Regions from separate parts of the Rattus norvegicus genome. Here region 1 is linked to region 2. A link is a contact called in public Hi-C data. All regions are on one chromosome and are shown on one strand. Each heading gives the region's core, a stretch centred on a gene start, on an enhancer-like site or on the middle of the called end of the contact. The rest is flanking DNA. Distances are from core to core; before and after follow the strand shown.

Evidence for each region. Hi-C and Micro-C count contacts between places; a contact is called where the count stands out from the background.
Region 1: a contact with region 2 is called in a Hi-C map of liver, with 3 times the contacts expected there. The contact joins two enhancer-like sites. A contact is called at or near these places in 5 of 12 Hi-C or Micro-C datasets (frontal cortex, kidney, liver and 1 more).

Annotation. Positions count from the first base shown.
Region 1 is chr2:138,379,547-138,383,506 of GRCr8, reverse strand. No RefSeq gene overlaps it. Among named protein-coding and RNA genes, the nearest start is that of Foxo1, 81 kb to the left of the region's middle. Within about 2 kb of position 1,661, at least 35 of the 93 cell types and tissues checked have an H3K27ac peak or open chromatin away from gene starts, as enhancers often do.
Region 2 is chr2:138,062,912-138,067,028 of GRCr8, reverse strand. The region is part of intron 1 of Maml3 (mastermind-like transcriptional coactivator 3); the gene reads left to right. Among named protein-coding and RNA genes, the nearest start is that of Mgst2, 220 kb to the right of the region's middle. Within about 2 kb of position 1,403, at least 11 of the 93 cell types and tissues checked have an H3K27ac peak or open chromatin away from gene starts, as enhancers often do.

The sequences.
Region 1 (3,960 bases), core at 412-2,911, 320 kb before region 2:
AAAGCCCAACTGAAAGGTTCAGGCACTGCCTGCCAACCTGGTGTTTTCTTCCCCGGCTCTTGGAAGACAGTTTAAAAAGAGTTCGGGAATGTTCTGGTCTTTTGTTTGGAAATTTTTCCTGCTTGTTGACTAGTTGTCTGCGGACTGCGAGGTGGGTCTGTTTGCGTTAAACAGGCTGAACAATCTATAAAGCACACCGGCTGCTTTCGAGGCTGGCTTATTTTGGATGTGCAGAGACGTGTACTGAGTTGCTCATTTACGACTGAAACTCTTCTGTGCTCAGTGTGACACAGGAAGACTTTGAAGGCAACGGTAGCTGTTGTGGGATGTTCTTGCAAGGTGGTACAAGAAAAATGTCTCTGTTTCTTAGCACATGACCAACTGTGTGCATCTCCCCTAAGATTTTTATTATTACTACTACTACTACTACTACTACTACTACTACAGGGTCTTGTAAAGAAATTTGCATTACTGAAGCTTTTGGGGGAGCCACTTATCCCCTTTTATCAGAAGACCACCAAACAGAATCCCAAGCACGGAAGCCATTCCTTGTTCTTAATCACAGGAGTTCAAATCCTCTATCACAAGAGAAATAGTTTCTGGGGAGTTATGGATTGCTATAGCCAGTTTTACATATTATCATAACAAAAAAAAATGAAGAACCAAACAATGCTGCCCCCTTCATTGTGTAAAGGAGAAATAAATGGAGGGGACTGCCAGCGAGCTAGGAAGCCCTTTGGTCCCAACCCTTCCCTTATCGCCCATCTTCCTGCAAGGAAGCTCAATGGCTGCCAGAAAGGAGGAGACCATGACTGTGAGCTGGTCAGGTCAGGGGTTGCTGGGCATCAAAACAGCAAAAGGCAGGGGTGAGCAAAGCAGATTGGTCCTACCTTAAGCAGACCTGGTCCTGCCTTTTATCTCTAATTACTTGCGTGACTTTGGATAAGCACTTCACCTCTCTCATCTCTAAAATGACAGACTGGAGCTAAGTTCTCAGAGTCGTCTCCAACAACTCTAGTGGGGCAGCGGGTGTGTGTGTGTGTGTGTGTGTGTGTGTGTGTGTGTGTGTGTGTGTAGATTCTTTTATTAAGGATTCTTATGAAGGCTGTGAAGAAAAGCTGACTGTCCCTGCTAGCTGCAAAAGAGCAGACTCTGGAGGAGCTGTGAAATGATCCACAAGGAATCCCTGTGGAGGGTTGAAAAACTATAGAATTGTGGAATTGTGTGTAACGTGCCATCCGAGTGGGGCTCTCTGAGGCCATACAAAATGGGACACGTTAAAGCAAAGAACCCAGGCTTTTGAAGCCAGCCTATGCCCCTACTTCATTCTGCAGTCTCTTCCCATGATAATGCAGCACCTTGTGCTCACAATTAAATGTCAGCCACGGAAAACATTTCCTTTGGCTTTGTTGTTCCAGGACCTGATTCTTTTGTCCTCCATATAATGGATATGCAGAAACAATGACAGAACAGAGATTTTTTTTCCCTTTTCTAAAGCGATGACAAACACAGTGCTCCTTCCCTTCCTCCCTCCTTCCTCCTTGTCCCCACCCCCTAAAATAAATCATTGTTCAGGAAAAAAAAAATCCCATTGTCTATTGTCCACGGAAGATCAAGATCTGCCTAGGAACAGCTCAGGCAGACGCGGCAGTGCTCCTGGATGTCCTGTAGGTGGCGCACGAAGGCAGCGCTGGCGGAAGCGCGGCCGGTGGCAAGGATGGGGGGGGGGTTCGCCTCCCGCAGCCGCCGCCACCCCCGCCCCCTGCCGCCCCCCTCCTCGCGTGCTAATTGCTGGAACCACCACTGGGACTTAGGTCCGGGAGAAAGAGAGCGGGAAGGAGGAGGGGAAGGGAAGTGCGGGCTCTAGCTCCAAACACACAAAGCCTCTGGGGCCTGGGGCAGGGTGCCCTCCCTCTGGTTTCTGTCCCCGGGCGGAGCTGCTGCATCCCCGGCTCCCGCCATAGGAGAACCGCGACCCGAGTGTGGGAGTCCCAGACACCTCTGACCCCGGCCTCCCACAGGGCTTGGAGACCTGCCGCTGAGCAGCAGGGAGGCTCCCAAGTAGACACCTGTCCTCCACATCCGCGCGTCCCCCCACCCCCACCCTGGTCACTGCGGACCTCATCTCTTCCTTGTCGCTGGCCTGAGCTGGCATCTGGAGTCAAGATGAACACTCCATGCCTTACTTGGCCTCCAACCTCTGTGGGAGAACCTGGTGTTAAGGTGCATAGGCAGGTGGGGGGGCTTTGCGACCTTGAATTTACTAATACCCCCCCACACTCCCCACCCCACTCCCCAGCCCTTCACCTCATGAGCTGACAGTCACAGGCTGTCTCCTGAGACGAGATTTCTTTTAAAACGGTGTTTAATTTAGGGGGCCAGACAGCATAAACAACCTACTGTCTGTAACCCTTAGGACAGACCTGTCATCGCTATCACCAAGCTAGAAGATGAAGGGGCCCAACTGGATGTGCAAAGAAATGGCCGTTAGGATGTCTGAGCTCCCATCTTTGGCTTTGCCAAAGCTGTGTGAGGCCTCCCTCCTCTCTTTGGAATTCAACCTCTTGTGATTTATAACCAGTTGCTGTTGGGTCTCTCTTAGACCCATGTATACCATTAACTTTGGAGTCAGGCTTGCTCAGTTGGAGTCCTGGCTCCCCCATTTAGTAGCTGGGAGGCCATGTGAGTCATCACACACACACACACACACACACACACACACACACACACACCTCAAGTTTCAGTAGCGGCCATGGAGCCTCCTTCAGATTCCTGGTGAAGATTTGCAGAGATAAATCTTAGAAGCTGCCCAGCATACACTATATTTAAATTTCACAGTTTGAATTGGACTACCTTACGGACGATAATGGAGGTTCGCTGAGCTATCCACAGATCTGCCGGAGGTGGATGGAGCAACAGCAGGCTGACAGCAGGCTTCTCTACGCTCATCTGAGTCAGAAAGGTCATGTATGTCCCTTCCGGGAAAAGAGCAGCAATCCTGTGAGACCACATTTCCCCCAGAGGATTCCCAGTGAACACCCAAACGCTTAAGGAGGTCACCAAATGACCAGAGCCATACTTGAGTAGAGAAGAGCCTTGTCAGAGTGGGAATGGATTTCAAACTGTCTTCTAAGCACTGGTCTGTACCTGGCCATTGGTGACTGCTCATTCCCCGTATGAATGGACACTGATCCCCAAGCAGAGGCTGAGTGGCTGGGTAAGGCACCAAGCCCTGCCCCCATTAGGGTATAAGGAGAGAGAAATAGTTGGTGATGCTACCGCCTGCCCAAGGCGGTTTAAGAATCCAGAAGCCCTTGACCATTCTCTAAAAAGGCACTCAAGCGTTTCCACAAGTGTCTGGTCTGTAGAACTCTTTCGGGGTTCAGGCATTAGGCAGACCATCCCTACAGTCGGTTGCCACAGCGGGCAGCAGAGTCAAGAGGCAGCTGTAGTAGCTTGTCTCTACGACGAGCTAAAACCGGCCTCCCAGCATGCATGCCCTTGTGTATTTCCTCCCCATGTTAAGGAAGAGTGACCCGTGCAAAGCAGTGAGCATTGTACAATGGCAGCATGACCTCTAAGCACACGGAAGACAGTGCGTCTGCCGTCTTGCTCTCAAGAGTCACTCAACTCTAGAAAAACTAGGTACCATGACATGTGAATGCCCAAGCAGCAATCTGGAGTGGGTCACTACCAAGAGTCTAAGGCCCCCTGATATCAGCCAAAGCCATTTGTCACTTATGTGTGAGCCATTTGGAAGTGGATCCTTAAACTTTAGGCAAATCTTCATATGTCTGTAGTCCTAGCCAACCTCTTACCAGGATGAGAGACCTTGCAGTTAGGCCGTCCCTGAGTTCCCGATGATTAAAATTTTGAAAATAACAAAGTAAATATACACAGACAAATATGACTAAGCACTCTTGATGCAGCCTAGACAACTTAAGATAGCAACACGTTAGA
Region 2 (4,117 bases), core at 154-2,653:
CCTCAGGGAATCCTTATTTCTGCCTTTGACCCTCGGATATTGAAGCTCTGATATTCCAGCACAATGCTCACAGCCACAGTAGAACAGATGTAGAGACACTCAGCCCTTGTCCCAGGACCAATCAGGGGAGGAGAGATTATAGGTGTGTGACCGAAATCATGTGACATGATAAGATCAATTTCCAAATCTGATTTTGTGAAGACCCTTTGATCTGACTTATGGCAATATTTATTATGGGTTATTTTCATTATTTAGGTTTTGTGTGAGTCTCTATGAGTTTATATAGACATATACTTAGAGATCAGAAGAGGGTGTTAAACCTCCAGGAGCTGGCAGTCGTCAGCCACCTGACATGAGTTCTGGAAACTGAGGTCTGGTCCTCTGCAATGAACACTCTGAGCTGACTTAATGTCATCGTTAGAAGCTGTTTGTGTTCTTTAAGGATAAACAACTTGTCTCAGACTGGGCGTTAGTCTGTTGTGTACAGGAGTGCTTGTAATGAGCATTTTAAAATTAATGTATTTGATAATCACAATCAAGTTTATTTGGGTTTAAAAAAAAACAGGGCATGCAAATACTGCTGAGAAACAAATTTAACAAGCTCTTTTTTTCCCCTAGTGTGGCCTCTATGGTAAAAATAGTAAAATGTGACCTTCTATGTCTTAAAATTCATTATTTTTTTTGACAGTGAAGTTTTGATGCAAAAAGCAGAAGTAACAAGAACAAATCAGAAAATGACTTCGTGTCAGAAAAACACACTCCCTGTTGTTTACACACGTTGACTTTATTGAGCTTAATTCCATCAAACAAACAAAATGGAGAAGCAATGGTTACAGCAAACGAGGCTTCCAAGGCTTAACCTCTTGCAACAGGTCCGGGTGTGGAATGTTCCACAGGATCCTAGCCAAGTTCCTTCAGCCACTGTTTCCTCCTGCTCTGTCCTTTCCAGTGGGGTGGCCAGGACCCAAGCCTAGATTTGCACGTCTCCAATAATCACTTCCTAGCGGCTAAACATGTTTCCCATCGTAACTGCCTTTGCTCCCTCTCTAGGAAAGAGAAAATGGAAGCTAAGTTTTATCCAAACTTCCTTCAAAACAAAAAAAGCCGTGGCATTCAAATCACGCATCTGAAGCACAGGGGTTACTGACACAGTAGAATTCCCTTGGAAACAAAATGGGATGTTTGGTTGAAAAGAAAAGGTGAATTTCTAGCTCCTTCCGGACTTTTGCCGTGAGTAAAACGTGAAAATGAAATATCAGAAAATCCAAGATGAGGAGATGAGCTTCAGATCTTCCACCCCCCTCCAGTCCCCCGCCTTTTGCTGAGGCCGTATCTAAACTATCCCAGATGGCTGCTCTATTTTTAAAGAACTCCAGAGAAGGAGTCTCTCCCACCTCTTCAGTCACCCATCTCAGAAGCTCGTGTTCCTTGCTCCCAGGATGTTTTCTGAGAGCCCCGGTGGTGTGTGTGTGGGGTGGAGTGGGGAGATTGTCTTCAGATCGGGACCGTTTGGGATTTTGCCGTAAGGTTCAGGGGAAGAAGCTCAGGGTTCCAGCAGGGTCTTTCTCTCTCTAATCTTAGGATTTCAGTTTTGTGAAGGATCTTCTTGAGGGTCATTCCAAAATCCTCTTGGGCTTCTGATCTGTATAGCACTTCCAAAAGGAGGAAGCCTGAGTGAGTAAATAGTCATGTTTAGGACTCAGGAGAAGAACATCTTCATGGCTACATACACCTTCCCCGGGAACAGACTCGCAGAGGAAAGCGCTCATTCACTCTTCCCTTCCTTTCTCCAGTACTTCCTGGAAAACCCTCAGATGTTGGCTGACACTGAGACACATAAGAAAGGATAGCAGGCAAGGTCACGACCTCTGAGTCTGTACTCCTGTGGAGAAGGTGACCCACGGGGAGGCGTACAAGGTGAGGGGGCTATGAACTATGACAGGGGGAGCACCATAAAGACAGAACAGATGAAAGTGAGAGAAAGAGCTGGGAGGGAGGCAGGGTCCCACCTGGAGCTGAGTCTGCCCCTCTGAACAGATAGGGAACCTCAGAGTAGGCAGGCCATATTTGCAAGGGCGCTCTGGTACAGGAGAGGATGGGCCCAAAGGACTTTGGAGACATCAGGCCAACCAGCATTTCCTAAGCCCTGTGACAAATTTAACTTCGATGAATGTGAAAATCTGTAGAAATTTAGACAGAACAGCATGATATGACTTTTCTTCTGTTGTTGTTGTTGTTTTGGGGGGAAGGATAGGTTTTTGTTTTTGTTTTTGGCTTTGGGGTTTTAGTTTGTTTGTTTTTTAGAGACAGGTTTTTCTGTATAGCCCTGGCTGGCCTGGAACTCACTATATAGACCAGCCTGGTCTTGTACTCACAGAGATCCACCTGCCCCTGCTTCCCTAGTGCTGGGCTTACTTGAAGAGGATAGACTGGAGAGGGTAAAGTGGGAATTGATGACACGGCCAGTACATTTACTGAGGTTTGGAGGAGGGTGGGGCCACCTCTGATAAAACCATGGAAACTCATGAGAGTGACAGGTGTGGGGCCTGTGCGCTGGCCACACCCACGTACCTACCACTTTAACAAAATATGAAAAGCTCAAAACTTAGAGAGTCACGTTTCTGTTTTTCAGGTGATTTGCCCTGAGTGCCTGTCTATTCCACACATGGAAAATATATGTGAATCCTTGACTAAGAAATGCTAAGGAGAGACAGGAAACCTTAATAGATGGATCATAGCATTAGAAGTAATCGCAGAAGTCATTTTCTCCTGCCTTCCACTCATAAAAGAAATACCTTTACAAATACCCGGCACATGAATGCGTAGCCTGGTTAGGGAAAGTTCGAGCGACAGGAAGCTCATTAGCCTCAGGAGGCCACTGGGAAACTTAATCTATTTTCCCCCAGCTCCTCCAGAGATAGAAGATGGGTTCTTTCCCCTGTTATAAGTAACCCATGATCTTAGTTTCATGTCCGACCTACGAAGGTTAAATGGAGTTCTTTTCCTACTAGGGGACCATCAACTATTAAGGGGGAGCCACGCCCTTCCTGTCCCTCACTTTTCTCATTCTCTGTTTAAATATCCTGGACTTCCCCACGTGACCTGCTTCCTGGGTGACTTTCTGTGGCATCTCAGTCTCCCAGAGGCCACTACAGCAGAACACACGGGTGTCTCTCGGATTGGAGACTGTAATTCATTAATATTCATTAGTGCAGCCTAGAGCTCCAAAAGATTAGACTGCAAAGCTGCCCACGAGGGGTTTTCTAGACCTAAACACACAACCTTACAGATGCTCCCAGCAAATCTTTTTTGGTAACCTGCAGGAGACTGGTTTGAAACTTCTGGAGATTCAACAGCCATACTAAGAATCCAATAAAAGCTTTGGATTGCTTTCTGAAAAACAAAACAAACCAAACCAAACCCCCCCCCCCAAAAGCCCCCCACAAAACTCTTAACCCCTAAGCCATCTTTCTAAGCCTCCCTCTACATACAACTTCTCAGGGTCTCCAGAGTTCCTAAAATCCATTTTTTTTTTTGTAAGCCTTCATTTTAAGAAGTCAGCTGTACCAATATTCTGTAATCCTGATTCTGTCATTCAGAACCTTATGTCTGCATTATCTCTGTGTCTGTGGCAGGATGCCCACAGGGGGCTAGGAGCACTGTGGAAATTCTGCAGTTACAATCAAACTGTGGAAGAGGAACGTGGCGGAATCTTTAAGCTCTGTTGGCGGGTCATTTGCTTCTGTGACCTCCATGAGCCTCTACAGCCCCTGGCCACAGTGCCCAGCCTCACTTTGGAGGTGTGCTACTCCACATCTTTCATGATGATGGCATACCTTATTCGAGTCCCCTCGAAGGAGAAAAGTTTGTTTTGGCTCACAATTATGAAGGTTTCACTCCATGGTTCTCTGGGCCCGAGGTTTTGTGATGGCTGAATGCCGTGTGGCAGAGTGATTGTATGAGGAAACAGAATGGGTAGGGGAGGGCCAGAGCGTCAACAGCGCAGTGACTTCACTTCCGCCCATGAAGCCCCACATCCCTCAGTTCCGGTAGTGCCACAGGCAGGCCAGCCAAGCCTTTGGGAGACATATAAGATCCAAACCTCAGGCTGGGAGAA